Regions from separate parts of the Hordeum vulgare genome. Here region 1 is linked to region 2. The links are chromatin contacts, called in public Hi-C maps. All regions are on one chromosome and are shown on one strand. The core of a region is the stretch at or near the end of the contact, and the rest is flanking DNA. Distances in the headings are between cores, read along the strand shown. Region 1 has its middle 14 kb from the start of LOC123405937. Region 2 has its middle 56 kb from the start of LOC123405937.

The links. Hi-C and Micro-C count contacts between places; a contact is called where the count stands out from the background.
Region 1: a contact with region 2 is called in a Hi-C map of leaf, with 3 times the contacts expected there. The contact joins two enhancer-like sites. A contact is called at or near these places in 2 of 6 Hi-C or Micro-C datasets (leaf and seedling).

Annotation. Positions count from the first base shown.
Region 1 is chr6H:534,866,952-534,873,364 of MorexV3_pseudomolecules_assembly, forward strand. No RefSeq gene overlaps it. Among protein-coding and RNA genes, the nearest start is that of LOC123405937, 14 kb to the right of the region's middle. Within about 2 kb of position 2,485, at least 3 of the 3 cell types and tissues checked have open chromatin away from gene starts, as enhancers often do. A contact at or near this core is called in leaf, where this site is marked.
Region 2 is chr6H:534,825,252-534,831,315 of MorexV3_pseudomolecules_assembly, forward strand. No RefSeq gene overlaps it. Among protein-coding and RNA genes, the nearest start is that of LOC123405937, 56 kb to the right of the region's middle. Within about 2 kb of position 2,485, at least 2 of the 3 cell types and tissues checked have open chromatin away from gene starts, as enhancers often do. A contact at or near this core is called in leaf, where this site is marked.

The sequences.
Region 1 (6,413 bases), core at 1,235-3,734, 42 kb after region 2:
ATTGTGAACATAATCTCCAACCTTTTCAGAGAGAAGAGGAAAAGATTTTCGCAAGAGCAAGAGAGTGCTAGGAAGGATGTCGAGCGTGGCTTTGGTGTTTTGCAATCTCGATGGAGCATAGTTCGGTATCCTCCTAAAACTTGGAGCACCAAGAAGTTGTGGGAAGTGATGAATGCTTGTGTGATCATGCACAATATGATCGTAGAGGATGAGCGCCCGGAACATCTCCATGATCAAGGGTTTGAGTTTCAGGATGACAATGAGGTGCCTCACCATGGCGGAGAAGCGACATCGTTTGCGCAGTTCATCCAATTTCATTATAAAATACGTGATTAGAAAACTCATATTCAGTTACAAGATGATTTGGTTGAGCATATGCGGGATCATGTTGGCAACCAATCGGTATATGTTTTAGACAATTTAATTTTTTGGAGGCTTGTAAAATTTTTCTATATTTTATTTTCGGTTATGAAACTTCATTTGCTTTTGAAAAAAATATAAAATGTTTGTATTTAAAAACCAGTGGTTAGCCGATCACACGGACAAATATGGATCGGCACGTTGGACGCGATGCCGATCTAAATCATAGACCGGACGCGATGCCGATCTAAATCATAGACCGGACGGACAGAGAGCCGACGAACGACCCAAACAAACAAAAAACGGACAAAATCGCCATTCGGTCAGCTCGTTCGAGTTGCTCTTACGTCTTTTTGAAATGGCAATTGATTTTGTTGGGTTTTATTTTGACCAGCACAACGTATGTGAAACGAACAAAATTACAGACTTTTCCCTGATCATACCACAAATAAGCTGAGAAAACAGGTACTTAAAAGAACTGGCTAACTTATTATCTGGAGCATATTTTCACAGCAGCTTATTTCCACATGAGCTTATTTCCACACCTATGCTCAAAAGAACTGGTCCTTAGTTGTGTTGATAGCCATACTGTACGGTATCTTCGTCAGCTAGCAATGCCGAACAGTACTGTAGCACAGCGAAATGTTACATTTGTACACGGTCAGAGCAGGCAACTTTCACAGGTTGGCGATACAGGGGGGAAAACATCAAGAGAGGTCGATGTTGAGAGTCTTTGGCAGAAAGTAAAGCACGAGATCTACATAAGGGCATAAGGCAAATCCTAACAGCGGATAATGTAATCAAATTCAGCATTCATGGCATGGCATGGCATGGAGCAGCGGCAGTACTGACTTTTTGTTCGAGGGATAATATAAACGAGATGGTCGGTCGTAGTTTAATCTCATATTTTGGCCAGCTATGGAGGTAGGGAGGGGTGCAGCCAGCCTTGGTGATCGGATTAGGTAACGAGCAGGAAACTTAAGGACTGTTTGGTTCATGACTAATTTTATCATAACTAACCTTAGATAAAGTGTTGCTGTCATAAAAAGTGTGACTAACAAAATGAACATCATAAGTGCGATAAGATTTGGTAAAAAATTGAGTCTATGACATGTGAAACATATATCTATAAAAGTATGGCAAGCCAAAAGTATGATTATGAACCAAACACATGCCTAAAGTATTGTGGCACGACTAGAATTAGGTACGGCAACCTTAGATTGGGAACCAAACAGCCCTTAATCTGGTTGCAGCTCAACAGTGGGGCCCCGCCGGGCTTCTTGCCCAGAACGTGAAGGCAGCGTTTGGCATATACGGAGTACTGTATTTAACAAGCCGAGCAAATCTCGACAGAGATCCAGGGCTCAGTCTGTCTAACACGCTGCTGATTACCAATTAGCGAGTCGTAAACGCGGAGATTGGGTTAGCTAGAGATATGCGAGTTGCTACTACTACTAGCTAGGATCAGCAGTGTCGGGATAAGGCTACCGGCCACCACCCACGTTACGTGAGTCTTCATTATCCTCTCGAGAATAGTAGTAGTTCGATCGATCACTTCTCGAATATTTCAATGGTTGTTTTGTACGGCGACGGAAGCATTCACCAGAAGAAGAAGAATATGGTTGATACACGTTTGGTCGTCGTAGCTGCCATCTGTACATTTTGGGACGCCCAAGGATCTCCGCTGTGAGGCCGGGAGAGCACTCGGCGGTCGTCTTTGCCGGAGACGGCCGTCCGTGTCGCCAACGTTGTTCCCTGAACCTTTCGGTGGCCCTTCCTCTGATCCGGACACATGCGATTAAACCATGCGTTGGGCTCGTATCAGTGGTGGCAGTAAGCCAGTAACTCGGGCGTCTTTGATGCTGCGCTCATGCCGGGAAACATGCCCACCGGGGAACCCTGTGGCCGTGCTTCGCCGCCGGTCGATATCAGGGTCGTCCCCCGCCGCGGAAGTTTACCAGCGGAAAAGTCAGCTCGGAGCCAGTCACGGACGGAAGGACCGTTTCCGGCCGGCCAACATTTGCCCGATTTTCGTGGCACGAGCAAGTCACGGAGACTGGCAGACCGCATGCGGTGTCCCGCGCTTCGTGGTTCTTTTGGATAGGATCGCGTCGTGGTTGTGCTACGGAACCGAGGCCAACCACGTAATAATACTACAGATCAGCGCGTGCAAAGCTTTACGCTGAGCGATCGAACACTCCCGCGCACCTGACCAACTAACCAAAACTGTGCGTGTTGCCGGTGTCCCGTTATTTGTTTCGTGTTTTGGTGGGGATGGCATGATGTCGACTGGCAGGAAAAGACAGCCCTTCCTCTTTCATCCTTTCCAAGAAACCACGTAGCACTGGCTAGCATTTTATCAAGATTGACCGGTCAAACGACCAAAGCTTCGGTCCTCGGTTTTTTCGGCCTCGGTTTTGAATTTTTTGGCTCCGGTCCTTGGTTCTTGGTTTTTTTGCCCGTCCTTATTTTTGAGAAACAGGAAGAATTTGTAATCGCGATTTTTAAAATTTTCTAACAATTTTTTGAAATGTTTTGAACATTTTCTGTAAAAAGTGGACAAATTTTGAAATATAGAATGTTGTTGAAACTAGTGAACAATTATACAAACCAAACTCTATAAATATATGTGTTGAACAAGTTTTGAATATGCATTGATTTTTTTTAATATACGTTTAACAATTTTCAAAAACATAGGAAACACTTTGTAATATACAATGAACATTTCAATAACACACAATAAACTTTCTATAATATAGGAAAAGAGAAACAGTAGAAATAAAAAAAACATAAAAATAAAAGAATATAAATATAATAGAAACCAAAAATAAAAATGAAAACAAAAGAAAAAAGAACCAGAAAAGAAGAACAAAACAAAGATAGATTTAAATGAAAGGAAAAAAGAACCAGGAAAAAGTAAAAAATGAAAATGAAAAAAATAAAAGAAATCAAAAATAAAAAAAGAAAAATAAAAATGAAAGGGGAAAAGAACCAGAAAAAAAACAAATAACGAACGAAAAAACAAAAACAACAACACGCATCACGCGCTTCCGTGAACTGGGCCAGCCCAATCCTGATTATCATTTGCCACGTCGACAATCCCTATTAAAAAATGACCTAAAAGTTTGATTTAAAACTGGAATTGCATGGTTTATGATACATTTGATTCGGAATTTGATTTGGGGTTCGTTGCGTCCGAACCCTGAGACATGCATGCATGCACCTGCACCGTTCCATGTGTGGCTCTGGACGGCGATGTGTCCGTCCAGATATATCCACTGCTGCAGAAAGCGCGGCGACAGCGCACGCCATGGTGGTGCTCAGGCGAGGGAGCATGCATGCATTGCATATTCTTGCCTTGGGCTCCAGCGCATGTCCCGCTTCGTTTGACTCTCATCGCCTTCCCTGCCGCCAGCCATCGACGCCCCGATTCAATATTCACTGTCGCGCCGAAATGCTTGACACTCTCTCCGTCTCCGGTATGCTCCGCTACTCGATCCGGGCCCGCCTGCATGCATGCAAACCTACAGTAGCTGGCTGCTAGCTTGTTACGTTGGCACAGGGCACGGGCCCGTCGCCTTGGTCAATTTTCTCGCCCGGCGAGGGCTGCCGTTCAGCGTCATGCCTCTGCCTGTCTCCATTATTTGCAGCGCCGTCGCTCGGACCTTGCTTGCGCCATGCCTGACCAGTGACCGCTCGCAACTCGTACCGATGGTGCGCGGTATCGCTCATCCTGCACACGACAAGAACATGATCCGGCTTGCTAGCTACTCCTGTCAGGCGACATTGATGATCCATCGGCGCTTTCCGGTGTGCCGCAGCTGTTCAGACCCGGACGGATGATGCTCCAACCCCGTTCTGCCGTTCGATAGTCGATACTACATAGTAGTAGTTGTGGATAGGAGTAATACAGGTGTAGCTGCTTTTGCTTTCCCGCACATCGTTGATTTCATGCCGACAAGATCGGTCGATCTTTGCCGTGATCGGATGGGTTTCACGGCACCCGTGGTACTCTAGCTGTTCGACATTCTGAGCAACAGATGGCTGGGCACCTTTACTTTGCGGCCGTGGTGGAAAATATGCCGGCCGAATGCTGATCGATCCAGACCGACCACGTACGTACGTTCTTTCTGTCGAATGGCAGCACCAGCACGCATGTTTCTCCCTTTACCCGACGAAGTTGGGCACCATTTTTTGCTTTGCCAATTGCCACACTTCACACTCGATGCGGACTTGGCCTTTCGGACCAGCTTGATCACAGAAACCTTGTGCGCCAAACACGCCGTGTAGTACGGTCATGGTGCTACAATCAGCTCGAGTACGCTGGGAAGAAAGCATGCATCGGCTGATATGCTTGCTAGCCTCGCTGGGCACTTTTCAACGATCTTATCCCCAACACCGATCTTTGGCCGTGATATCATTTTGAGGTTCTGTAATGCATCATGGAGCCTGCCAAGCCCGTACAATGAATATGAGTTGTTATAATGAAAGAAGAGGAAGCACGGGCCGGAAGCAAATGCGGTTGTTGCGAGCGACGTACGGCTACTTGCAAATCTTAATCAATGAATTTGTATATCTTGCACAGAGGGAACCTACAAGCATATTCTATATTTCTATTTGCCTTCTTATCGGGTTATCTATTCCTAAAAGCATCTACAACCGGGCATATCAAATCCAGTCCCTCAAACGTCATCGCCTCATTTGTTTGTTTTGACACCCGCGTCCCTCATGTTCAAATACTCAAAACCTTACAACTCATACGACACTACGTAAAACTAGATCAACACGTAGTTCATCGAATCACATTACATCGCCGGATAAAAGAAACATAGTTCATCCAAGTATAACGGCAAATCCATAACACAAACTACTTAAAACATACTTGAAATACAGACAGAACGAGGAAGGGCAGAGAAAATCACCATTTTCTCGCCGGCCCCTTCACCTTCCGATCGTCGACGCGACTATGCCCCTCCTCCGTGTATGTGTTGGCATGCGGAGGTGCGTCGTCGTCGAAGCTGGAGGTGGAGCCATCCGTCAGGTCAGAGTCGGAGCTGCACTTCATGCTCGAAAGCCTGCGAGCAGGCACTCTTGCTCCTTCGCATGGCGGGCCACCTTCGTCTTCGTCGCCTCCTCCTTGTTTACCTCACGCTCTGACACTTCCATGACGAGTCGGAGCGCCTTGGCATTCTTGCGGAGGAGGCGCCGCACATCTGTCTCTGTCGTCGGGAGAGAGCGGCAGAGGACCGACGTGAGGTGCGCGTCCTTGGGGTCGATCGGGGCGCTCGCACGAGAACGGAGCACGGACATCGCCTCCCCCTCTTCCTCGTCTCTTGCCACTCACGTCGGGCTGCACGTTCCCCGTACTTGTGCGTCCTCGTGCGCCCCGGCCCCGACGCGGGCACAAAGACCCAACGGTGGCAGGGCACCAGTTTCGGACCTGAGGATGCTGAAGGTGGACGACGTACATGAAGGAGGGGAGCGGACTCATCGGATCTGCCCGCAGGGCGGGAAGGGCCGCCGACATCGTCGGGGCAGCCTTGCTCGAGCAATGACCTCCTAATGGCGACGTGAAGGTCGAGCTCTTCCACATCGACGGTCGAGGCATCAGACTCTCCGCCGAAGCCATTGCTGCTTCTGTCAAGGGCCATCGGATCGGAGGGAAAGGGATCAAAAGTGGAGTAGACGGAGACGAAAGTGGAGTGGAGTTTTAATTGACCAATGCGTAGGGTTGCTGGATGTGGATATTTGTGCGGTCGGGATGGGCAAGGTTGGGCCAAGCCGATGCGGCGAATGTGTCTGGACGTGTCCGGACCATCCTAACATCCGTTCAATATTTAAACTGGATAAGAGGCGTGTCGATCAGCCCACACGTTCAAGTCCCGTTTAAGATGTCCATTCGTTTGAATCAGTTTTTATGACCGGACGGATCGTCCGGGTGTTTGAGGCCGGTTTGGTACGCCGGGCGGGGCGGACGCAGACAAAATTTTGACTGGGGGCGCAATATTTGACTGGGGGCACACCTTGTATAAAGTTGCTTATTTGGAGTGTTT
Region 2 (6,064 bases), core at 1,235-3,734:
ATTTATTTTTCAAAAAAGAAAAGAAAATCAAACACGAAATTTGCACATAGATTATTTCCAAACATGTATTTAAATTGCTTCATTGCATAATTAAACAATGGTACCATATTAACATCATACATCATAACTAAAAAGTCCATTACCTACTACTTTAACACTGCATCGAACATCGAACTAGCTAAAGCATCACGATAAAATAAATATAAGGAAATACTAGATATATAAAAGAGGAGCTCCACTTACGCCCAGTTCTTTTGGCCGATTCTCCGAGAATCTTGAAAATCGACCCTTCATCTAGCTTCTCACAGAATCTTGTATACCTATGTTTTTTTTACAATCCTAGTTTTTCATATCCTAACTAGCTAGGATTGTAAAAAAAATATGGATTCAAGATTGTGGGAGAAGCTGGGTGGAGGGTCGATTCTCAAAATTATGGGAGAATCGGCTAAAAGAACTGGGCCTTAATCATCCTCGAAGAAGCCCGATTGGGAGGAGGTGGGGATCACCGTCCCCTCACCAAAGGAACTGACATCTTGGTCATTGGAAATTGCGCGGTACTCGTGCTCGATGACACATGCATTCTCCATGGACTCAAGGGATGCACAATTCTCAAGGACAATCGACACGTCCTCTAGGAGGGTGACCACGAAGGCGGCATGGGTTGCGCGGTTGAAGGCGTTTTCAAAGATCTTGCTTACAATAATGTCAGGAAAGAGGTTGTGTTAGGTGAAAATGGTTCCTTTATGTTTTCGTTAGTGTATGTTTTTATTTTCCATTATATGTTCTGTTGTGGTGGTTTTTGGTCTATTTCCTTACAGGCCTTTTGTATTTTGTTTTTTTTCCCTTTTAATGGATTTAGCAGAACACCCACTTGAAGGTCATTGACATACTCTGATAGTCGGCTTGGATGACCAAACGGTATATAAAGTACTTTCTAAGGTATCTTCAATAGAGGAGAAGTTGGGATAAAAAACTGTCCAACAGTTCTTAAATACACAATATTTTTCAAATGACCCAGTTAATCTCCAAAACTTCCACTCCATAGAAAAAAAAACTACCCGTAAAACTGTTTTTGCGACGACCCTACCAGAAACTTTGGCGGGAGCAAACCCCTGTTGTTTTAGGGATCCGAGGCCGTCTTCATGCCAGCTTCGTCCCGCTGCTGCCTCCTGGCCCATCTCCGATGCCGCTCAAACAGTGGTGGCCCCCAAATGCCTCCTGCATCCCCCCCCCCCCCCCCGCCACCCACCTGCCTCCTCGGACCGGCCCCTTCTCCCAGCCACCTCCCCGCATGTGCCTTTCGTATGCTTGTTTAATGTGAAATATTAAAAAAACAGATGTTAATAAAAGATATTTTCGTGAAATAGGAAAAGACAAAAAAAATTAAATTCTATGAACACCTAAAACAACTTTTACGATTTTCTTTTTACAAACTGTAGGAGATGCTCTATCAACATCCGGCCTAACGTGTAATTTGTACAACACAAACTTCAGCTGCGGTGAGATGGAAGAGCTCGTTGCGTGGAATAGTATGGTTTTCATAGAAAACATGATCTCAATCTGGATGAACGGATGTAAGAGCATCTACAACCGGATCCTTCAAATGACTCCTTAAATAATACGGTTTTCTTTTTTGAAAGAACGCAGGAAAGCTGTGTACAGTATTTCATTAAGGGGCTGACAGCCAATTTGTGCGTGTTGTGTGTTGGTGGATGTCTCTACATCACACACGGAGTAGGTGGTGCGCCTGGCTTCGGCATGCATGGATAAACCACCGTTTTTTAAAAAACAGGGAGATTTTATTAAACTGTAACAGACTTACAATCCTCAACAACCAGCATAGTGATACCGGTGCTTCTTCACGTTGCTTCTTGGGGCTGTCACGTTGCTTTCCACCAAAACATATATTTTTTGTTTTCATCTTCAAATGGGCAGGCTTTAACATTTCTTTATCCTGCCTGATTGATATCATTGGCGTTCTTCTTACAAGGAACTGCAAAAAAAGCACTTGTTATCCGCCGATAACATTGATCTCATCAAGATTTAACTCTTTAGCTATCGTTTTGCTGCTACGTACGTACGCCATCACTAAAAATCAAGACATGACAAGTTAGACGTCCATTTGTACTTATCCGCCAAGAAAAAGACGTCCATTTGTACCAAGTACACAAGTAGTAGTAGCTTGTTTCTTCATAGTTGTACGGCCGCCTCGTTCGGCCACGTACACTAGCAGGCTAGAACAGTTAGGTTCAAAAAAAAAACTAGAACAGTTGTTTGGATATGACAGCTCCATTAGTCATCCATTTTCCACACCTAGCCGTGGCCACAAGATCCAACCTAAGCGTACTGCCGACTGCCGTCTAGCTCACGTGACACGAACCAGACTTTGGAACTTCCAAATGGATGCTAGCTAGGGCACATCGACCAGCGAGGCAAGAATTTGAACTCACGTAGGAGTACTATATTAGATAAGGCAGGCTAAGCCTGTTTTGTGCTAATAATTGGCCAGCCTAGAAAAGAATATCCTTCCACTCCGTTCCATGCATGCATGCATGTCGACCCGTTTCGATCCGGCCATCATTGGCAACACATGCAGGCGCTTGGACAAATTAGTGGATATGATATGTAAAGCCAAGGCTAGCTCTTGTTTAACATTTTTCGTTGGATAAGTTATGTAAAGCCAAGGCTATCTCTTGTTTAACATTTTTCATTGGATAAGTTATGTAAAGCCAAGGCTAGCTCTTGTTTAACATGGTTGACCAAGAAGGCAAGAAACACTTATTTCAGACGACCCACGGGTGGTCCATCCGAAGAACACGACATGTGAGAGTCCGGTAAGATGGCACATATAATCTTTTTCTAGAAGATCGATGGGCATATGTAATCTTCGGTGGATCTATCGCGATGGTAGTAGTTGTATAGTCGGTCGGCCAGCGTCGTCCAGAGCAAGCAACAAGATAGTAATCCGTTGAGCATGTGTGTGAGTGACCTAGGGGACGAGGGAGTTGGTGTTGTCCAAGCATGTGCTAAGCATATTACGCCTGCATGCTTAGTGTGATGCTACGCGCACCTCGCATACTTATCAACTTGGCCGGCCGATCGGACGAGCATATGCTCCACGTTGATTCCACCGTATTCGGTCAGGCTAAACTGAAAATGCTTGAAGTGTGGTGCCTGTTGTGTACGTATATATACCTGGCGTTGGCGATTGGTTTGGCGTTGGAGTGAGCGTGCTTCCATCGTGATTGCGCGCGCTTTATTGTGAGGGGGACTTTCGATTGGTCAGTGGTACCAAATTAATAAAATATATCCCGTTGACGCAAGCTAAAGGTCTTGTTCTCTTTGAAAATGAAGTGTTGCACCCCTGTGCTCTTTATGGGATTTCGCGTGGACTTTCTTGGTGGGAAACTTATCTGATGGCATCTTTTTACCTCCCACTTGATTGACACTATATAAGTATATATCCAGTTGCATATCTCCGAATCTAAAATCATATTTGACTTCTAAAATTTCAAAATATCTGGTTTGGTTGCTTCTGGTTGGGGCAATCCAGTAAGATCCAAAGACTCAAACCTCGGCATATATTAGATAAATTCCTTTTGTCTCGGGCTTTTCCTTGAGAAATATTTCACTATTTCCCCCTCAAATTTAGGGGAAAGAGAGTGGGCTTGGCCGCAGGGTAGGGCTAGGTCTTCTTTTCTTTTCTTTTTTCGTTTGAATTCTAATAGACTCCGCTCTGCACTGACGCCGGCTCAGAGCGGACGTGCCTCTTCCTAGTGCTGGCATTGAAGCGGCTTGTTGGCCAAAGATGCCGCCTGTGTCACATCTCCATTATCTGCACATGTTTAATGTGGGAGAGACATTTGCTGGACGAGACGAATCTAATATCTATCACGCATGTTCAATGCCCGTTCTTCGTCTAGACGAGACAAATATCTACCACTCCTATTCAATGCATGTCCCTCGTCTGCCGTCACTAAATAGACTTGAGGTTTGAGAAACCAACTCCGTCTACCGCGCATTGAAGCACCTGGAAGCTTTGCCTCATCGGCATCCACTATTCAAAGGAGACCACAACAAGCGAATAACACACCACAACCCCATCTGCTCCACATGTTCTTCCTGTACACTATATCTGTCATGACCAAGAGCGGGGACGTTCTATGGGAGAGCCTTCCAACGAGACATGTGATATTTCGAGCTTGAGCACCAAGACAAATCTCTCGCACTACTACAATGTACACTCTCGGAGAAAATATGTAGTGCATATTAGATTTGTCAAAAATCAAATGTGTATGTTTAATCTAATTTATAGAAGAAACTACCAACATGTACAATACCAAATAAAAATATATTATGAAACAAACTATATTAATTTGATCATGATGTTCATGTTTTCTTTTCTATTAATTTGATCAAATGTCGACTTGTTCATAGTACCGGTAGGACTACGACTCTATGTATTTGCATGCCAACTTGTTATTTTGGCAGGAAGAAAAAAAATACAACAGAGATGCTAAGGGCATCTCCAATGCCGACCCTCAAAGCCCCGCAACTGTATGAACCACGCGGTTTGAATGTGCTTTGCCATCCAATACAGTTCTGCATCAGTCTGACAACAGGTCTGGTAATGCTGGACGAAAAGCTCGAAGTTCGATCGCTCGATTGTTCGACTCGTTTGGCCTCGTGCTCGTTAGTTAATAAACCTAGCTGAACAATGGTTTTTGCTTGCTAAGATTACTGAGCTCAATGATCAAGAAAACGAGTGTCATCAGCTAACTCGTTTAGCTCGATAATTTCCGTTAGTTTCTTTAAGAAATAGATAATTTCTAAGACTTTTGAGTCCTCTAGTTCAACCCACTTAGCCCAGCCTAGGGGCCGAGTGCCCCTGCCCACTTCGGCCTGCAGACTACAGTACTGATACCTAATCAACCATGATTCCACGAAACACGACTCCTCTAGTCTCTAGAGTTAGGTCCAGACTCCTTTCCCTAGCCGCCACCTGCGAGGAACCAAACGAGGGAGGAGCCGCGGAGGGCATGATGTGGATTGGTTCTAGGACGATGGCGGTCGACTGATACGTCTCCAACGTATCTATAATTTTTGATTGTTCCATGCTATTATATTATCTGTTTTGGATGTTTTATATGCATTAATATGTTGTTTTATATTATTTTTGGAACTGACCTATTAATCTAGAGCCTAGTGCCAGTTTATGTTTTTCCACGTTTTTGAGTATTGCAGATAAGAAATATTAAACGGAGTCCAAACGGAACAAAATCTTCGGAAAGATTTTTCTTGGACCGGAAGACACCCACGAGACTTGGAGTAGGGGGCAGGGCACCTGCCGGGAGGGCACAAGCCTGCAAGGCACGTCTTGGGGGTGGCCGCGCCCCCTGGCTTGTGGGCCCCCTACAGGTCTCCTAACCCTATTCTTTGGCCTATAAATTCCCAAATATTCCTGTATCGCCAAAGAGAGCCATAAAAATACTTTTACGCCGCCGGGAGCGTGCGTTCCCGGGTGATCTAATCTGGGAGCCTTTTCTGGTAATTTGCCGGAGAGGGTATTGATCACAGAGGGCATCTACATCAACTCCATTGCCCCTCCAATGATGTGTTTGTAGTTCACCATAGACCTACGGGTCCATAGCTAGTAGCTAGATGGCTTCTTCTCTCTCTTTGATCTTCAATGCCATGTTCTTCATGATCTTCATGGAGATCTATCCGATGTAATACTCTTTTCAGGTGTGTTTGTCGAGATCCGATGAATTGTGAGTTTATGTTCAGATTATCTATGAATATTATTTCAGTCTCTTCTGAATTCTTATATACATGATTGCGTATCTTTGCAAGTCTCTTCGAATTATTGGTTTGGTTTGGCCAACTAGATTGGTAATTCTTGCATTGGGAGAAGTGCTTAGTTTTGGGTTTAATCTTGCGGTGTCCTCACCCAGTAACAAAGTAGGGGTAGCGAGGCATGTATTGTATTGTTGCCATCAAGGATAAAAAGATGGGGTTTCCATCATAATGCTTGAGTTTATCCCTCTACATCATGTCATCTTAC